Linked DNA regions of Mus musculus: regions 1 and 2 are each linked to region 3. The links are chromatin contacts, called in public HiChIP or PLAC-seq and promoter capture Hi-C maps. All regions are on one chromosome and are shown on one strand. The core of a region is the stretch at or near the end of the contact, and the rest is flanking DNA. Distances in the headings are between cores, read along the strand shown.

What was found. HiChIP or PLAC-seq counts read pairs in DNA pulled down with a chosen protein or histone mark. Capture Hi-C pulls out chosen DNA fragments and counts their contacts.
Region 1: a contact with region 3 is called in a FOXA1 HiChIP or PLAC-seq map of pancreatic cancer cells. The contact joins two enhancer-like sites. A contact is called at or near these places in 2 of 115 datasets of contacts at active chromatin or transcription factors (embryonic stem cells and pancreatic cancer cells) and 1 of 9 other capture datasets (pancreatic islet).
Region 2: a promoter capture Hi-C map of adipose tissue shows a contact between it and region 3. The contact joins two enhancer-like sites. A contact is called at or near these places in 1 of 39 promoter capture datasets (liver), 1 of 115 datasets of contacts at active chromatin or transcription factors (pancreatic cancer cells) and 2 of 9 other capture datasets (adipose tissue and pancreatic islet).

What each region holds. Positions count from the first base shown.
Region 1 is chr5:137,423,665-137,426,973 of GRCm38.p6, forward strand. Zan (zonadhesin) reads right to left here. Exons shown (of 88, transcript NM_011741.2): 39 at 2,500-2,641; 40 at 1,893-2,110; 41 at 865-1,006; 42 at 252-469. Among named protein-coding and RNA genes, the nearest start is that of Zan, 52 kb to the right of the region's middle. Within about 2 kb of position 1,822, at least 42 of the 459 cell types and tissues checked have an H3K27ac peak or open chromatin away from gene starts, as enhancers often do. A contact at or near this core is called in pancreatic cancer cells, where this site is marked.
Region 2 is chr5:137,402,773-137,406,180 of GRCm38.p6, forward strand. It overlaps Zan (zonadhesin), which reads right to left. Exons shown (of 88, transcript NM_011741.2): 61 at 3,070-3,199; 62 at 2,493-2,710; 63 at 849-1,038; 64 at 258-475. Among named protein-coding and RNA genes, the nearest start is that of Ephb4, 54 kb to the left of the region's middle. Within about 2 kb of position 1,734, at least 6 of the 459 cell types and tissues checked have an H3K27ac peak or open chromatin away from gene starts, as enhancers often do. A contact at or near this core is called in adipose tissue, where this site is marked.
Region 3 is chr5:137,758,392-137,761,598 of GRCm38.p6, forward strand. It overlaps Tsc22d4 (TSC22 domain family, member 4), which reads left to right. Exons shown (of 5, transcript NM_023910.6): 4 at 293-341; 5 at 676-1,356. The coding sequence ends at 885. Among named protein-coding and RNA genes, the nearest start is that of Tsc22d4, 14 kb to the left of the region's middle. Within about 2 kb of position 1,835, at least 180 of the 459 cell types and tissues checked have an H3K27ac peak or open chromatin away from gene starts, as enhancers often do. A contact at or near this core is called in adipose tissue and pancreatic cancer cells, where this site is marked.

The sequences.
Region 1 (3,309 bases), core at 572-3,071, 330 kb before region 3:
TCTACAGCGCTCTCGCCCCTTTCCTGTTCTTCACTGCTGCCCACACAGGAGTATCTAGCCCTTAAGTTTCTGGGGGTTCTCCCGTCCCTGTTCCCCAAATCCCAATAGGAGCCTGTGGAATTAGAGGCAGACTGCCGTGGTTTACACGGGTTGTAGGAATTCAAACTCAGGGTCCCATACTTCCAGAGCAAATGTTTTCACACTGAGCCATTTCCCAGCCCCCACCAACCCCACTCTCCACGCCCACTCACCGGGATGAGAACACCCTGAGCATCTTTGCAGCCACACTCAATTCTGAGCACACACTTGTCGTTACTCAGCACATAGTCAGGTTCACAAACGCAGCCCTCCTTGCAGGTGGAGGGGGCTTCGGGGCTGGTGCCTCTACAGAGGCCATCTGGGTCAGAGCAGGAAGGCAGGCAGGAGGGAAGGCAGTGGGTGTAGAGGCTGTGGTCCGGGCACTGCAGAGCTATAGGGGAAAGAGAGAGTGGGGTAAGTGGAGAGGCCCAGAGGGGGCTTAAAGAAGCACACGCTATAGAAACAGGAGAAGCTAGAATGTTCAAGAAAACTTGAAGGTAGGTTTTTGGGTCCCCCCCCCAAAATATTTACTGACCACAGGCTGTGTGCCAATCCCCTAGGAAAGGAAGTAATGAGAATGGGTCTTCTGAGTTATTATGGGGTGGTAACCATGAGGAAACCAAGTCTAAGAAAGTACCCAGCCCAAAAATTGGTCCCCCGAATCTCTCCTCACTGTGTTACCTCCTACCCCTGACCTCTCAGGCCCAGGGGACTAAGCTCCCTCTGGCCGTGCCCCTAATTTTTCCAGTCATGAACAGCCCCCCACCGTTCCTGTGGTCCTCTTACTGATTTCAGTGCAGTTACTGGTGTCATCCTTGATGTCCTTGCAGTAGGTCCCTGAGGGACACTGGAAGTCCCTGCAGTGGATGGTCCCTGTCACACAGGCACAGGTTTGTGTGCAGCCTTTGTTGATCCAGATCTTGTCTGCCTACAAAAGCCACGGGAGTTAAAAAATGGAACAGGAGCAGGAAGTCTGGTTAGAGGGCCACAGCCTCATCTCTCTGAAGTGCTGACCTTTGCCCTTCATATCTGCACGTTTCACATCTAGTCAGTCAACCAATTATTGATGGAAAATTGGAGGTGGTGGGGGTGAGACCTGTGTGATTGGTAGAGCACCTGCCTAGAAGCTCCCATCAAAACCCTTACAGAGCAACTCCGTGGTATCCATCTTCCCTTGGTGGTTTGGGGGCACAGGGCAGTTCACATAGCTTCTGACGACAGATGATTTGCCTGTGGAGGCTCAGCTACAGAGCACTCAGCTAGTATGTTCCAGAACCTGATCAACCCTCACACTCCAGAGGCAGTCATGAAGCCATGCATACAGACAGGCGCATCCCATGTGCACAAGGCAGAAGGGAAGAAAGTTGCCCTCATGGCACTTTTCAAAATGATCTTTGTGTGCGAGTAGGTGCATTTATGTGTGTGAAACTACAGCACATGTATGTGTAGAAGTCAGAGGATGGTCCAAACCCTCAATTGCATATTGACACAGTGCTCTCTCTCTCTCTCTCCCTCTCCCCCTCCCTCCCTCTCTCCCTCTCCCCTTCTCCTCCCCCCTCCCACCCTTTTGGCTGTTGGCCTTCTCCACTGAGCACACAGCACAAGCTAGCCCTCAAGTTTCTAGGGATTCTCCTGTTTCTGCCTCCCATCTCCCAGTAGGAGCGCTGGATTACAGGCACAGGCCACCCAGCCAGTTCACATGCATTGCAAAAATTCAAACGTAGGTCCTCATTCTTTTGGTGCATATACCTCACCCACTGAGTCATCACCCCAGCACCCCCCCATTCCCCATCCCACTCTCCACACCCACTCACAGGGATGAGGACACCCTGGGCATCTTTGCAGCCACACTCAATTCTGGGCACACACTTGTTGTTAAGCACCACATAGTCAGGTTCACAGACACAGCCCTCCTGGCAGGCGGAGGGGGCTTTGGTGGTGGAGCCCCCACAGTGGCCTTCTGGGTCCGAGCAGGAAGGCTGACAGGGTGGAAGGCAGTTGGTGAAGCTGCTGTGGGCGGGGCACTGCAGAGCTGTGGGTTAGAGGGAAAGCTGGGTTAGTGGAAAAGATTAGAGGGGCTCAGGAAACAGTAGCTATGGAAACCAGGTGTGGCTGAAGGCCAACAGAGCTTTTGAGTTTTTTTTTTTTCTCCCTTGTATTATTCATTCAGTAAACATTTACTGAGCATGCGATGCATGCTAAGCTCCAAGGAATGAAGTAATAAAATGGGTCTCCCTGTTCGTCATGGGATACTAACCGTGGAGAAACAAATGCTGAGAAAGGACCCAGTGAGTTATGGGTCAGAATCTCTCCCCTCTATCACTGACCTCCAAGGCCTGGGGAGCTAACCTTCTCATCCTGCCTCCGAGCCCTTTAGTCACGAGCATTCCCGCTCCGTCTTCCCCCAGGTGGCTCCCTTACTGATATTGGCACAGTTGCTGGTGCCATCCTCAATGTCCTGGCAGTAAGTCCCCGAGGGACACTGGAAATTCTGGCATCGAATGACCCCTTCCATGCAGTCACAGCTCTGGGAACAGCCTCTGGAAGTCCAGCTCTTGCCTGCCTGAAGAAGCCACGGGGAAAACAAAGAAAATGAGGAAGAACAGGCTGGTTCAATTGATACAGACACGCCCACGGTCTGAAGGGCTTCGATCTGCCCTCCCTATTTGTAGATTCAGCATCTAGTGTGTCAATCACCCGCAGCGGGGGGAACAAGAAACCTCTACATCTTATCAGGATGTGGTGGCACGATGCCTTCAGTCCAGGCACTCAGGAAGCAGAAGCAGGCGGATCTCTGTAAGTTCTAGGTCAGCCAGAGCTACACAGTGGGATCCTTTCTCAAAAGAACTAAAGCAAGCAAACGACTACATGCTGCACCAGAGGCTGTGGGTAGAGTGCTTGCCTGGAATCCTCCTGTGGGAGTGCCTCCCTAGTGAAGGGAATGACTGGCTGTTAAAGCTGAGGCCTAGAATCTTCCAATGGAAGCCTGGTATGTAACTCAGCCATAGAACACCAGAGTAGGACCCAACTGATAGGCAGAGTGGGAGGTGAGGGTAGGGCAGGTACTAGAGTAAAAGACCTGTCTAGAATCCCCCAGTAAAGGGCATGGGGTGCAGCTCACAGACAGCCTACCTATCCTATGGCAGGCCCTGACCAACCAAGAAATGACATCCTGGTTGGAGAGAAGCAGAGGAAACTAGAAAGTGGCCACCAAACCCATTTAAAAAATAC
Region 2 (3,408 bases), core at 484-2,983, 360 kb before region 3:
AAGGTCAGACTATAATCTGGGGCCATGCTCCTCACCCCTATCTTGTATTGAGAGGGTGTTTGTTTTGGTCTCTGTCTAATCACAAGACTAGCTAGCCTGGGGTTCTCTTGTCTCCAAGTAGAAGCTAGAGGTAGCTATGACGAGCTTACATAGGTTCTGAGGATTCAAAGTCAGGCCCTCACACTTGCAAGGCAACATTTTAGCCAGTGAGCCATCTCCTCAGCCACCCACCAACCCCACTCTCCGAGTCCACTCACGGGAATGAGGCCACCTTGGGTGTCCTTGCAGCCACACTGAATTCGGAGCACACACTTATCGTTATTTAACAAGTAGCCGGGTTGACAGATACAGCCCTTCTTGCAGACCGAGGGGGCTTTGAAGTTGGATTCCACGCAGCTGCCATCCAGGTTGGAGCAGGAAGGTGGACAGGAGGGAAGGCAGCTGGTGAAGTGGCTGTGAGCTGGGCACTGCAGAGCTGTGGGGGGCAGAGAGGGTAGAGTTAATGAGGAGACCCAAGAGAGCTGAGGTTAGAGAAAGCGAAGACAGCAAGAGGAGCAGCAGAACTGTAGGCCTTGTTTTCCTTTTGTTATTCATTTAGGGAACATTTACTGAGCGTGGGCTTTTTTAGCCAAGCCCTGCGGAAGAAGGTATGAAAACTGATTTTTAGTAAGTGTGGGAGACTAAAAATGATGTCTCTCTCAAGTCAGCATGGGAGACTAACCATGGGAGATTTAAAGTAGGAAAGGGCCCAGCCCAGCCCAGAGCAGGGTGTCCAGGATTCCTCTCCACTGTGGGACCTCCTATCACCAACCTCCAAGATCAGAGGACTAAGCTCCTTCATGCCCTACCTCTGATCCCTCCAGCCATGAGCACACCGTCCCCCATGGCTCCCTTATGGATTTTGGTGCAGTTGCTGCTGCCGTCACCACTGTCTTTGCAGTAAGTCCCCAAGGGACACTGGAAATTCTGGCACTGAACAGCCCCTCCTGTGCAGGCACAGCTCTGGGTACAGTCCTTGGAGGTCCAGGTCTTGCCTGCCTGTGGAAGTCACAGGAAAAGAGAGTGTCCTAGAGAGACAGACTCACCTCCTGTCGAAAGTAGTTGCATTTGCCCTCTGTCTACAGGTTTTACAACAATTGAGTCAAACAGCTAGAGATGGAAAATACTGAAAAAAAAAGACTATATCTAGGGCAAATGAGTTAGCTCCGTGGTAGAATATCCATGTAGAATCCCCCAGTGAGAGACTAGTAATATGTCTCAGTGGGAGAGCTCCTGCCTAGAATACCCACAGTGAGGGGCTGGGCGTGGCTCAGTGGTAGAACACAGGCCTACAATGCTCAGAAGGGATTCTAAGCAAGGCTTAGTCACAGCTAACTTGCACAGTCATTATTGAGAGGCCAGGTACATGGCTCAGTTGTAGAGTTCTTGCCCAGCAAGTGCCAGGCCCTGACCAAGTTTCAAACTCAAGGGCCAGCCAGAGACGCAAGCCAAGACACATGAGGTCAGAGGACAACTTGTGTGAGCCAGTTCTTTCCTTCCACCATGTGGGTCTTGCTGATCAAACTTGGGTGTTCAGGCTTGAGAGCAAGTGTCCTTTTGGAGCCATTCCTTGGCTCCTAGCTTTGTAAAACGTAATCTTTACTTAAAAATTAATTATGTAGCAGCTTGTGTGCCTATGCTAATTATGTACTCTGCATTTAGGTTAAAGGAAGCCTGTCCCTAGTTGGCTTTGATTGGGAAATAAAGTTGTCATTGGCCAATAGCTGGGAAGGGAGAGAGAGGAGGGAATTTAAGGATTCCAAGGCAAAAGGCAGGAGAAGAGAATTGAGGTCCGCCATGAGAGGGGCATAGGACGGACCATGTAATGAAAGAGCAGGGGGGTGAGATGACCAAAATATTGGTGCAAAGGGAAAGCGGCCCCATGGGAGGGCTGTCCAGAAGGAACAGGGGGGGGGGCAGTAAAGATAAAATATAGATTTAGAAAGGGTTAACTCAGGAATATTGAAGGGCAGTGTATTAGCTGTGGGGACGGGGTGGGGTGGTGGTAGGATGGAGAGGGTTGGAAGTGCCCAGCCATTGAGCTAGGTAAGGCATATTAAAAATAATCTGGTGTGTGTGTGTGTGTGTGTGTGTGTGTGTGTGTGTGTGTGTGTGTTCCATTCTTGAATGCAGAGCTCTTAGGTGGATGCAGAGCCCTGCATGCCTCCACCTGAAGACAGAGCCAGGAGATAGAGCAGTTTAAGTAGAGGAGAAGCAGTCAGAGTGTTGATTGGGTCTCACTTTCTCCAGCTTGTACTGAGACGGGGTCTCCTCGTCTCTTGTTTCATTGTTGCTAGTCTTCCCAGTGAACACCTGGCCAGCCACCTTGCCAGCTTCTGGGGATTCCAAGCCCAGCTTAATGTGGGCACCTGGGATTTAAACTTGGAGCCTTGCCCTTGCACAGCAAGCACTTGGTCACCAAGCCATCTTCCCCGCTTCCCGCACCCACTCACCGGAACAAGGCCACCCTCAGCATCTTTGCAGTCGCAGTGAGTTTGGAGCACACACTTGCCATTATTCAAGAAGTAGCCAGGTTGACAGAGGCAGCCCTCCTTGCAGGTGGAAGGGACTTTGGGGCTGGTCTGCTCACAGCTGCCATCCAGGTTGGCACAGGAAGGTGGACAGGAGGGAAGGCAGCTGGTGAAGTGGCTGTGAGCTGGGCACTGCAGAGCTGTGGGGCAGGAAAAGCATAGTTAGTGGAAAAGATGAGAGGCAGGCCAGGTCTATAGGAGCCAGGTTAGGGAAAATGAAGGAAGCCTTGGGGCTCCCCCGCCACACTTTTATTGTTCGTTCCAGAAACATTTGTTTGCTGAGCATGGCTCTCGTGACAAGTACGTATTAGAAGAATGTATAAAGAATGAAATCTCCCAAGTGAATATGGGAAGCCACCCATCGGGAGACTAACACTCAGAAGAGACGCGGCTGTGGTACTACAGAATCCACCCCTACTATGGGCTCAGAGGAAGCGCCTTGTTGCTTTGCTCTGGTCTCTCCAGCCATAAGCCCCACCTTTCCCCATGACTCTCTTACGTATTTTAGCACAGTTATTGTTGTGGTTGCAGTACGTTCCGGGGGGACACTGGAAATTCTGGCACTGAATGGTCCCTTCCACGCAGGCACAGCTCTGGATACAGCCTGTGGAGAGCCATGTCTTGCCAGCCTGCAGAAGCCACAGGAAATGGAAGGAAGGAAAATCTGAGGGTGGCTATTTATGTATGTGTGTGTGTGTGTGCGTGCCCATGTAAGTATATGCATATGACTGTCCATGGAGGCCAGAAGACACGGCAATCTCTTAGAGCTGAGTTTTAGGTGTTTGTGAGTAACCTCACGTAGTGCTGGGACCCAGACCCCAATCCTCTTGTTAGACAG
Region 3 (3,207 bases), core at 585-3,084:
CCGAAAAAGGGGCTGCGTGTCTTCCCCATGCTCTCCACGGGGGTCATCCCCCATCCGAGGGGTATCGGGACCTCCTGCCCACCAGGGCCTGGGGGGGCCAGGGCATCGACCTTCATCCCACTGTGGGATGGACAAAAGCCTTCTCCCTCTGATCCTCTACTGCCACAGGTACTCGGCTGGGCTGGGGCAGAGCTGGGCTTTTTAGAGCAGGGAGTGTCCAGAAGACTGTAGCAGAGCTGACTTGGGGTTCCTCCTCATCTTGTACTCTCCCCCCTCCCCCATGTCTCTCCAGTGGTTCCGGAAGCCTGGTTGGCATTGACAACAAGATTGAACAAGCCATGGTAAGAAAAAGATGTTTTGGTCCCAGGAGGCCCCTTAGCTGTCTCTCTAGCATCTCTCCTCTCCCATGACTTGGGAATACAAACCATTCCTTTTCTACTTCCACCTTGGCTTCCCTCAACCTCCATCCCTGTCTGAGTCTTGTGTCTCCTTTTTTGACCGACTGCTGCCCTGTGTCTCCTTTAGCCTCTTTAGCTTCTGTCCCCTCCTTGGGGCAGAGGGGGAGGGGTATCTAACTGCTTCCTTGAGGCACCTGGGTTAGGCGCTGCAGTTGGAAGTGGCCTGGGGGTGGGGTGGGGGGAGGACCTGATGGTTTTGTTTGTCCCTGGGGTCCAGGACTTGGTGAAGTCCCACCTCATGTTTGCCGTGCGAGAAGAGGTGGAGGTGCTGAAGGAGCAGATCCGAGACCTGGCAGAGCGGAACGCTGCATTGGAGCAGGAGAATGGATTGCTGCGCGCCCTGGCCAGCCCGGAGCAGCTGGCCCAGCTGCCATCCTCGGGGCTCCCCAGGCTCGGGCCCTCTGCACCCAATGGGCCCTCCATCTGAGCCTTCTTTCCCTCACAATGTGCCTTTGGGGGGCTGCCACTGGCTGTTGCGCCTTGTGCCGGCAGCCTGCCCCCTCTTCCTATGTAGCTTTAATGCCCATGCCCAACTCCAGTGCCCAGGGATGGGAGTTGAAGGCTCAATATTGGCCTGTCCCATCCCGCTCGGTCTCCCCAGAGTCCTCAGGCCTTGCCGGAAGAGAAACAGCTCGGGAGAGGGTATTTATCTGAAGCCCCTCGTCCGTGGAAGAACCCAGCCCTGCCTCCTACCCCGGGTATCAGTGTTCTGGGGAGCCCCTCAGCAATAGGTGGCCTGGAAAGATTTGGAGGTTCCCTGGCAGGCCTCACCCCGTTCTCTTCAAGTGCCCCCTCTCCTCTGCCAAGGGAGGGTGTATGGACAGTATCTTCAACTTCTCGGATTCAGGTTGTTGTTAAAATAATAATTATAATTAAAAAAAAAATCTGAAGAAACTTGAATATGGAGGTTGGTGTGCTGTTGCTGCGTCTAGCTATGTATGTAGTTATGCTGTCCCCAACGCACGCCCTCGCGCACACAAACACACACACACACACACACACACACACACACACACACACACACACACAAGATCCCAGGTCCACCCTGGAGAAGATGCCAGAAAATGGCTTGGGAATGGTCTTGGTCCCTGGAAAGGCCTAGCAGGCTGGCCTAAGGAAAGAGGTAGGGGGCGGTGTCTACCCACGTGCTGGTGGTTGGCCCTGTGAGGGGAGGCCATAACAATGAAGTCTTTGGTGAGTGTCAGGATCCACCTCCAGCTTCCCAGTGTGTCCTCTCTTGTGGGCTGGATCCGGGTGGCTGCTTGGAGACAGGCAAGGAGCCCTGAATGGGCCCCTTGTCTTAAGGCTGGGTGTGGGCCAGGCTCTTAGGGCACATGGTGCCCTTGCCAGGCCTGGCAGGCTGCCTCTGCTTCTACCCCACCCCTGGCTGGATGAGGACTAGGCCCAGTGGGTGAGCAAGCTCCTCCTTCTCTCCCAGACCGACTGAGGCAGCCAAGAAGGGCCCCACCTAGTGGGGGCAAAGGGAACAGCACTAAGAGCCTTGAAGGAGAAAGTCTTGTCTCTGGGGATCAGAGAGGAAGCCTTAGCAGAGTTTTAAGTCTTTGGTGGCCCGACCAACCAGATTGGACCCCGTCTTTTCTTTTGGGGTCAGGGTGTGGTGGTTAAAACGGTGTCATGTAGCCCAGCCTGGCTTCAGACTTACTATATAGTTGAGAATGGTGCCGGAGGCCTGATCCTCCTATGTGCCGGGATGACAGGCGTTCACCAGTATGCTGGCCCTGGTTCATTGTTGTGTGATTCGAGTGTTCACTCTGTGCTATTGCCCACATGGAGAGACCAGAGGATAAACCTGGGTGTCACTCTTCACCTTTCACCTTCTCTGAGACAGGGTCTGTCCTTACTAAGGATGCCCAGCTAGCCATCCTTTTATCTTGGCCTCTCATTCCCTGTTAGGACCTCTGGTATTGTAAATGTTTGTTACTGTATCTGTGGGGTGGCCCTGACTCCCAACCGAGGCTTGTGTAATCAGCACCTCCTCCTTACCCACGGTCTCGTGGCCTTAGTCTTCAGTTGTCTAGCTAGAGGGTATCATTTAGCCCATGATGGTCTTGAACTCACTATGGAGCCAAGACTGACTTTGGTCTGTATCTGTGTTCACATGCCTGTCAGTGTGTGTATGCATGTGTGGAGAGACCAGAAGCTACTTGGTGTCTTCTTTGATTGCTTTTCACAGTTTTTGTTGGTTTTCTTTTTTGAGATGCTGTTTCCCTGGGTAGCCCTGGCTGTCCAGGAACTTTCCCTGTAGACCAGGCTGGCCATCTGCCTCTGAGAGCCCTGAGACAGACTCTCAGTAGACCTAGTGTTCACGGATGGAGCTAAGACTGACTGGCCAGCAAGCCCCAGGGATCCTTCAGTCTCGGCTTCCCCACTAGAATTACAGACATGCAGCATTGGAGAGTTGGGGTGTAGGGTGCTGAGGACCCAAATGCAAGTCCTCATTGCGTTGGATCCCCTAGAACAGGAGTTATAGGTGGTAAACTACCGTGTGGATGCTAGGGCTAGAACCCTGGTCCTTTGGAAAAAGCAGCAAACGCCCTTAATGGCTGAGCCATCTCTCCAGTCCCCTCAAATCCAGTTTTTACAAATCCTGTATCCACTCTCCAAACACTTACCTTGAAGTACTGTTGTAAAAATTATCTAGCAAAATCCACAGAGAACGCTTAAAGAGTTTCTGGGCTCTTGATCAACGTTGATTTTATTATCTCGGTTCTTGGGCCAGAAGAGACAA